Linked DNA regions of Mus musculus: region 2 is linked to region 1. The links are chromatin contacts, called in public Hi-C maps. All regions are on one chromosome and are shown on one strand. The core of a region is the stretch at or near the end of the contact, and the rest is flanking DNA. Distances in the headings are between cores, read along the strand shown. Region 1 overlaps Lrch1 (leucine-rich repeats and calponin homology (CH) domain containing 1). Region 2 overlaps Lrch1 (leucine-rich repeats and calponin homology (CH) domain containing 1).

What was found. A called contact is a pair of places that touch in the nucleus more often than the background predicts.
Region 2: a contact with region 1 is called in a Hi-C map of Th2 cells, with 1.7 times the contacts expected there. The contact joins two enhancer-like sites. A contact is called at or near these places in 1 of 15 datasets of contacts at CTCF or cohesin (large pre-B cells), 8 of 484 Hi-C or Micro-C datasets (B cells, the C10 cell line, CD8 T cells and 5 more), 1 of 115 datasets of contacts at active chromatin or transcription factors (the HPC-7 cell line) and 1 of 9 other capture datasets (embryonic stem cells).

The regions. Positions count from the first base shown.
Region 1 is chr14:74,765,192-74,769,277 of GRCm38.p6, forward strand. The region is part of intron 18 of Lrch1 (leucine-rich repeats and calponin homology (CH) domain containing 1); the gene reads right to left. Among named protein-coding and RNA genes, the nearest start is that of Esd, 35 kb to the left of the region's middle. Within about 2 kb of position 2,805, at least 2 of the 459 cell types and tissues checked have an H3K27ac peak or open chromatin away from gene starts, as enhancers often do. A contact at or near this core is called in Th2 cells, where this site is marked.
Region 2 is chr14:74,839,185-74,843,673 of GRCm38.p6, forward strand. The region is part of intron 2 of Lrch1 (leucine-rich repeats and calponin homology (CH) domain containing 1); the gene reads right to left. Among named protein-coding and RNA genes, the nearest start is that of Gm52135, 23 kb to the left of the region's middle. Within about 2 kb of position 2,692, at least 88 of the 459 cell types and tissues checked have an H3K27ac peak or open chromatin away from gene starts, as enhancers often do. A contact at or near this core is called in Th2 cells, where this site is marked.

The DNA of each region.
Region 1 (4,086 bases), core at 1,555-4,054:
TTTCGAATGTGACGAAAATCCAACTGCAGGATGTCATACGGAGAGCACAGGTCGGCCTAATCCGAGGGCAGCCATTAGAACAGAAAGAGAGTGCATACAATTAACACCACACGGAAGAAGCACCGGAAAGAAGCACACATTTCTGCTTACTAGCAAATAGCAGGAGTCAACCCTTACTTCAAGTTCTTAAGTCCATGACAAAAGTAGAGCCCCCAGTGAGCCCTATGTAAACTGGACAGGAACCTCCATCCACCATCACACCCCACCACCGCAGGCTGTGCAATGTGCACACTGCTCTTGAATTGGAACAGTCTTAATATTCAAGTGGCCTTATGTGCTCCAAGTGGCATTATGTGCACATCAGTGGCACAAAAGTGTGAGCTTTTCATTCATCACACCTAGAGCTTAAACATTACTAAGGGAAAAATACAAAATCTAAAGTTGAATCTCCAATCCTCTTTTCTTTTCTCTTTTCCTTTCTTTTTTCTTTTCTTTTCTCTTCTTTTCTTTTCTTCTGGAGTCAGGGCTTCATGGTATAGTTCAGAATGGCCTCAAATTCAAGAGCCTCCAAACTTGCCTTCGGGGCCCTGGGATGATATAACAGAAGAGTCTAAAGGAGGCTTCTGAGATGTGCAGTAGGAAAGCCTGGCACATAATAGGTTATTATCTAAATCCCTTCACTACTCTTCAAAGACAGCAGGATGCCTCTGCTCCCATGTTTTATCTCTACTTATGTGGAATTTATGTGTCATAATTGGCTGTTGAGATTTCTGGGCAGCCCTCACAGCCTGCTGCTATCAGGATTCAGCTTCCATATGCACTGAGTTTGCAAACCAGGAGGTGGCCTGGAACTTACTATGTAGACCAAGCTGGCCTTGAACTCACAGAGATCTGCCTGCCTCTGCCTTGAGAACTGGGATTAAAAGGTATGTACTACTGCCAAGTCTGAACCAGGATTTTAAGTCATGGAGTTCAAAATTAATAGGAATTATAACTGATATGCCAGTAAGAAAGATAAGTTGTATTTTGCTTTCAACTTAAAGATTGACAATATCTGTGACATATTTCACAAATACAATTTCCAAGTGAGCAAAGCATTTAAAATGCATATTATATGTATATATACTTTTAAATATTTTGCTGGGGTATTAGCTTTTTATTGTAACTTCCTTGTTAAGTACAGCAATCTCAAATGAAAGGCTACTCTGAGTCCAAGGGCTCATGTTGCCTGTATCCTCTGGGTTCAGCCTGATACCCTCAGGTAAAATACCAGGTGGGCTGATGATAATGGAAATCCTTTATGATGGTAGGATAATTTAAAGATTTATATGTGCAAGCTCTCTCTCTCCCTCCTTGCCTCTCTCTCTCTCTCCCTCTCTCTCTCTCTCTCTCTCTCTCTCTCTCTCTCTCTCTCTCACACACACACACACACACACACACACACACACACACACACACACCAGAAGAGGGTAGTGGATGCCTTGGAGTAGAAGCTAGTGGCTTGGGTCCTGGGAACAGAACTCAGGCTCTCCTAAAGAGCAGTTAGTGCTCTTAACCAATAGACCATCTCTCCAGCACCAACAAGAGATATTTTAAGATTAACAAATCATGTTAAATCTAGCCAATCTCACACATTTTCACAGTAGATCTCAGAGAACCAAGATACCACTGTTAAAGAGACCACCCAAGAATTAAAACAGCCACAAGTAACCTGGATCTTCCTGGGGACCAGATGCTGGCCAAGGATTAATAGATGGGAAATAGCTCCTTCCCACAGAGAAGGTTTCTACTGCAGGAAGAACGCTCTAGTACAATGCTGTGCTTGACCAGTCAAATCTAAGAAAAGCAGACATAAGAGACATAAACACAAACTGAAATGTGACTTTCTCCGGCTATTTCCATGGCAGAAGCAAGCCACTTTGCCAAGGGTGGTGACACTGACTTATGTAGGGGCCAGCCAGGGATATGTAACAAGACTGTCAACAAAACAAAAGCCAAGCAAGAACACCAAGGAACACCAGCAGTCAGCTCTGTAGTATCACTGCAGCACTCAGACTGCCTTGCAGTTTGGGGGGGTATTTCTTCAGGTGAGGTGGGCACTCTCAGAAGTCTACTTCTGGGGAAGTAAAGGGCTCAGACCGTCCCTTTCATTGAAGAAACAATCCTACTACGTCATAGAAGCTAGGCTTAATTAAAGCAGATAAACCCAGAGTCTCAGATTACGGTCGTTTAAGTTAAATTATAATCTCTAAGGAAGAAAAACAAAAACAAAACAATCAGGACTAACTAAGTCTGGTTTTGAGGCAAATGACTATGGAACGTGGTGGGCTGCTGCAGCCATCTAAGACCTGGTCTCTAACTCAGTCCCACAGCATGTATCCATGAGGGCTGTAGCTCCAGCCCTCAAAGTGATGCTAACCATGAAGGAAATCCCTGAGAGAACTGGAGTTTTCCTGACCTGTTGTACTTTCCCCAAACTAGCATTAAATAGGAAATTCTGGGGTTATAATACTTTTTTATCTTTGAGAATTAAATCAGAAAACGCTAAAGCAGGGGATTTGCAGAAGCTACACGCCCTCTTTTTTTTTTTTTTTTTTTTTTTTTTACACAATACTCGTAATGACTGAAAACATTTGCAAAACAGTTAATTCACTCAGAACTCCTTTGAGTCAAATGTTGATTTAATTTCCCACTATAGGAGGCAGAGAAAAAAAACTCACAACCAGCAGAGCCTAAGAAATAAGCTTAGATTAAACACAAGTGTGTGACTGAAATTGCTAGCAAGGATTGACTCAGACTCTCCAAACAGGATGGGCTCCCTCACAGAAGAGAGACAGATCTGGCAAAAGGCCTACTTGTCATAGACAATCTGGATGTCTGCCTGTCTTTAAAAAAAAAAAAAAAGTGATATCTTTTTTCCTTTGAGGCAGGGTCTTACTGTGGATCGTAGGCTCATTATGTATACTAGATAGGTCTGGAAACCACAGAGCTCTCTGCCTGCCTCTGCCTCCTGAGCCAGCACCACCAGCTAAATTATTCATGAGTGTTCTTTTACTGTATGTTAGCTGATGTGATGTGATGTGATGTGATGTGATGTGATGTGATGTGATGTGTGTGTGTGTGTGTTGTGTAATATGGACTTTGGTTATATTTACTCTTCCAGCTAGTCCCCTTCTTCCACCCAAAGTGCCTGCCCCATCTACTTCCACATTTACATCATCATCATCACCACCACCACCACCATCATCATCATCATCCAGCTTCTGTGTACAGGAAGCAGCATGTATCTGTCACTCTGAGTCTGGCTTATTTATGAAATGACAATCACCAGTTCCATCCATTTTCCTGCACAACAACATCAAATTGTTCTACTCTGTCGCTGAAGGCAAAGAGCATGGTGCAGATTCTTCACATTTTCCTCACCGACCGTCTCTGATGGGTGCCTAGGCTGACCCCAAGCTTGCCTACTGGAGCCTACAGTGCCCCCACTGGTGTACGAGTCTCTCTGTGGAATGCTGGTGCTCCCGCCGGTGTATGGGGATCTCTGTGGAATGTTGGCCTGGGTTCCTTCAAGCTGGGTCATGAGGACATTTTCCAGGCTTCTGAGGAGCTGCCATCCTGACTCCCACCGCCATTTCCACCCTCACTGGGGTCTTTGCTCATTTGGCTCTTTTCTTAATGACGGCTATTCTGACAGTGATGGTTTTGTTTTAAAAGTCCCTTCCAGGTATCTGCTAGCCACCTGTACCTGTGAGAATGACCTCCTCCTCCACTCACGTGCCTACTCCTTCATGGAACTTCTCACTCCTTTAGCGTTCTATTGTTGGTCGCGTTCTCTCCATATTCTGGCTATTAATGTCTGTCTGCTGAGCTGTTGGCAAAGGCTTTCTGCACTTCCGTGGCTGTGAAGGACTCTCTCTAATCTGACAAAATATCGTACTGGTCAGTTGTTGCTGTCAATCTGTTTCTTTGTCTCTCTGTCTCTTTCTGTGCCTGCTGATCAGGATTGCAGCTCTCGACTACTTCTCTAGCGCCCTGCTTGCCTGAATGCTATCATCTTCTCCACTGTGATGCACTAAATCTCTG
Region 2 (4,489 bases), core at 1,442-3,941, 74 kb after region 1:
ATTAAAAACTTTCCCTGTGTTTGTGCACACACGCATTCAATGTCACACCCTCTGTGCACGTACAATCACATCTAAAAACATCTGTAAAGTCACTAAGAGAGACACATTTCTAACATATCAATATATCATTGGTAGTCCTTTGGGGGTATCCAATAAGTGGCTTTTTTATTTTCCTTTGCATACATTGCTATATTTTCCGAAATCCTTACAAGTGTTTCTCTAGTAAGAAAAGAAGCGTCATGGAACAAGGTAAACTGGAGTAGATGTTTCTCTCATGGGTGTTGCTATCTAGGCCAACTCTCTGATATGTGGTACTCATGCACTGTGGTGCATACGCTATACCAGAGACCCCACCTCCCTGCACATAGTAAGGGGCTGGGATCTGGTCCACTGAAAGGCAATGCTAACCTATGGGCTCAGAAAAAGCAGGTGCTGTGCTGAGCAAGAACTCAATATCACCCCTACTCCAGGTACTTGACGCCCAGCTAGCTCTATCAGTGCAAGAAACAGCACATCAGCAATTTCTCCCACGGCCCAGGTCTGCAGGAAAGCTCTCTCTACAACTGGACAGAAAGCTTTCCCATAAAGGCCCAGGAGAGAGTTAAGTGGGGAACCTCCCAGGGGCCTGGCTCTGGGGGACAAGGTAGCTACCTTCCAAGGTTAAAATCAAAGACTGTGACACTGCCCAGTCTCTTGGGACAGTGGAGGATGGAGTGGGCCCAGCCTGTCCCTCTGTCCTCCCGTAGTGCTCTCCCACCTATAGGACCTGTTTAAGAAACTGGTTGGATAACGGTCCCCTTGGTATTCTGCTGGCTTTTCTCAAGCTCTGAGGAGAGCTCTACAGCCACCTCTAGGAAGACAGCTCAGTTAGTTATTCAAAGGTGGCAAGTACATAATTCACAAGGTAATTTGTGATTATGAAATATTTATAAGCATGTAAGCCGGGCACGGGGGTAGACACCTGTGACCCAGCACTTAGGAAGCCAAGGGAGAAGGAAGCCAGGGATAGACTGAGACCTGACTCCCAAAGCAGAGTAGTTTATAGAGATCTTTTTCACAAGGTGAAAACTGGCCAAAAAGAATGCTAACAAGGAAATTCTCTTAGAACAAAGGCATATCTCAACTTCCTGCTGAAAAGAGGATTGGGGGGTGGTAGGGATGGATATTTCCAGAAATTTCTACTCTCAAACCCATGCTGAAACCATTCCTATACTTCTGTCCAGGTCTTGCCACCCAATCAATGCAAGCACCTAACCAGGCCAGTGACAAGACTGACTGAGTCATTATCACAGCAGCCAAAAACAACTCTGAGAAGGCTCTGCTGTGCTGGTTCACTCTCCCTGGAGGTGTTTGAGGGCCAGTGCTGGCTTCAAACTGAGCAGTCTAAGCTTCTGGACCCCGGAGAGGTGGTTAAGTAGTTTAAAGTGCCTGCTGTCCTTCCAGAGGACTGAGTTCGACTCCCAGCACCTATGCTGGGGGGCTCCCAAGCACCTTTAACTCTAACTTCAGGACCACACTTTCTTTAACCTAAAAAGACATTCTCACAGACAGACAGACAGACAGGCAGGCAGGCAGGCAGGCAGGCAGGCACGCACACACACACACACACACACACACACACACACACACACACACACACTTTAGAAAAATCTAAGCTTATAAAACCATCCAAGGCCTCTCTGGTGGGTCGAATGAGTTTTATAACCAAAAGCTGCTTAGCCCACCCCAAGTCCATGGAGTTAACAATCTAGTTAATTAGCATGCACGAGCAGGGGCATGTTTCCTCTTAGCCACATCTGTTCCCTCAGCATCTGTCTCATATACTTTGTCACGAGGTATTTTTGGATTATTTGCAGTTTTCATGAGAGTCAAAGGAACCACACATGGGTAACAAAGACCCAAGGTCCCCAAGGGGAACATTCATAAAGGGGAGGGGCAACTGTGTCCCTTTAGCTCCATGTCCACTGCCTATGTCAGCAGTCTTAGCTTCCTGAAGCCATTCATCTGACACTTATTTCTCTCAGGCAAGTCCAGGGGTCCCAAGCCTCCGCTTCTCTCCTTCAAGCCTACTGGCTAAAAAAAACGGATCCTTTATGAAAACAATGTTTACGGATAAGGTCACACAGTACCTGATAAGGTAAAGGCCAAAGTTCAATCTTAAATCTAACCAATGACACCTGTCTAAAAAGCTAATTTTCCTTGATTACAAAGGAGTTGATTTGCAGTGAAAAGGGCTTCTTGAGCTGATAAAGAATCGCAGGTTCAAATGTGGTGCCCCAGGATTCCCTGTCCTCGCTGCAGGAGAGCCTGTGTGCCTCCTCCTGCCACTGTCCCTGCCCTGCCTGGGTAAACAGGACAGGGAGAGAGGAGAGGGACGAAGGCCTGGCTCCTACCTGGTCCTCTGATGTCACTTTTTCAGTAACTCCTCATCATAAACCAAGTAACAGGGCTCAAAAACATCTCTGGCTTTTTTTGTTTCCTGCCAAATACACAGGATGGATTCTCACACACTAGCACCTTGCCCTTTCTTGTTGTGGTAAATACTTAATATTAATTTGGGGGTTTCTACCCCACCTTGCACCTTGGATCATTCAGTTCTCTGATAAAAGACACACAAACTTTTATATTTATAACAAGCCTTAGTCACATGGGTAGATATCAACCCTCTATGGCTTTCAGTATCTACTTCCCCTATCACTAACCCCGAGGATAGGACTTGCTGTGCTCCTGCTGAGACACACCTACTCTGACTGGGCAGCCCTCATGGCTAGTTCTTTTTTTTTTTTTTTTTTTTTTTTTGTTCATAGCAGTTTTATGCATAATAGCCAGAAACTGGAAACAACCCAGATGTCCATCAACTGAGAACGGATAAAGAAAATGTAGTTCATTTACACAATGGAATACTACTCACCTATTAAAAACAAGGACATCATGAACTTTGTAGGCAGATGGATGGAACTAGAGAATATCCTGAGTGAGGTAACACAGACCGAAAAGGACATGTATGGTATGTACTCACTTATAAGTAGATATTAAACATAAAGTGCAGGATATCTACACTACAATCCGCATACCTAATTTTCTTATGTGAAAATATTTCTCTGGGTGATAAAGATTTAGTGCTCACTAACGGAATGTATATTAGTCTTAAGTCCTGAAACATGTGCTGTTGTTGACATGTATCTGTACTCTAGCCTGTCTTTTTTTTTAATTAGGTATTTATTTCATTTACATTTCCAATGCTATACCAAAAGTCCCCCACACCCTCCCACACCCACTCCCCCACCCACCCACTCCCACCTCTTGGCCCTGGCATTCCCCTGTACTGAGGCATAGAAGGTCTACACGACTAATGGGCCTCTTCTTCCATTGATGGCTGACCAGGCCATCTTCTGATACATATGCACCTAGAGACACGAGCTCTGGGGGAGTACTGGTTAGTTCATATTATTGTTCCACCTATAGGGTTGCAGATCCCCCCAGCTCCTTGGTTACTTCCTCCAGCTCCTCCATTGGGGGCCCTGTGACCCATCCAAAAGCTGACTGTGAGCATCCACTTCTGTGTTTGCTAGGCCCCGGCATAGCCTCACAAGAGACAGCTATATCTGGGTCCTTTCAGAAAATCTTGCTAGTGTATGAAATGGTGTCAGCGTTTAGAGGCTGATTATGGGATGGATCCCCGGGTATGGCATTCTCTACATGGTCCATCCTTTCGTCTCAGCTCCAAACTCTGTCTCTGTAGCTCCTTCCATGGGTGCTTTGCTCCCAATTCCAAGAAGGGGCAAAGCCACTTGATCTTTGGCAAGGGAGCTAAAACCATCCAGTGGAAGAAAGACAGCATTTTCAACAAATGGTGCTGGCACAACTGGCGGTTATCATGCAGAAGAATGCGAATTGATCCATTCCTACCTCCTTGTACTAAGGTCAAATCTAAGTGGATTAAGGAACTCCACATAAAACCAGAGACACTGAAACTTATAGAGGAGAAAGTGGGGAAAAGCCTCAAAGATATGGGCACAGGGGAAAAATTCCTGAATAGAACATCAATGGCTTGTGCTGTAAGATCAAGAATCCACAAATGGGACCTCATAAAATTGCAAAGCTTCTGTAAGGCAAAAGACACCGTCAATAAGACAAAAAGGCCACCAACAGATTGGGAAAGGATCTTTACCTATCCTAAATCAGATAGGGGACTAATATCCAATATACAAAGAACTCAAGAAGGTGGACTCCAGAATATCAAATATCCCCATTAAAAAATGGGCCTCAGAGCTAAACAAAGAATTCTCACCTGAGGAATACCGAATGGCTGAGAAGCACCTGAAAAAATGTTCAGCATCCTTAATCATCAGGGAAATGCAAATCAAAACAACCTTGAGATTCCACCTCACACCACTCAGAATGGCTAAGATCAAAAATTCAGGTTGACAGCAAATGCTGTCGAGGATGTGGAGAAAGAGGAACACTCCTCCATTGTTGGTGGGATTGC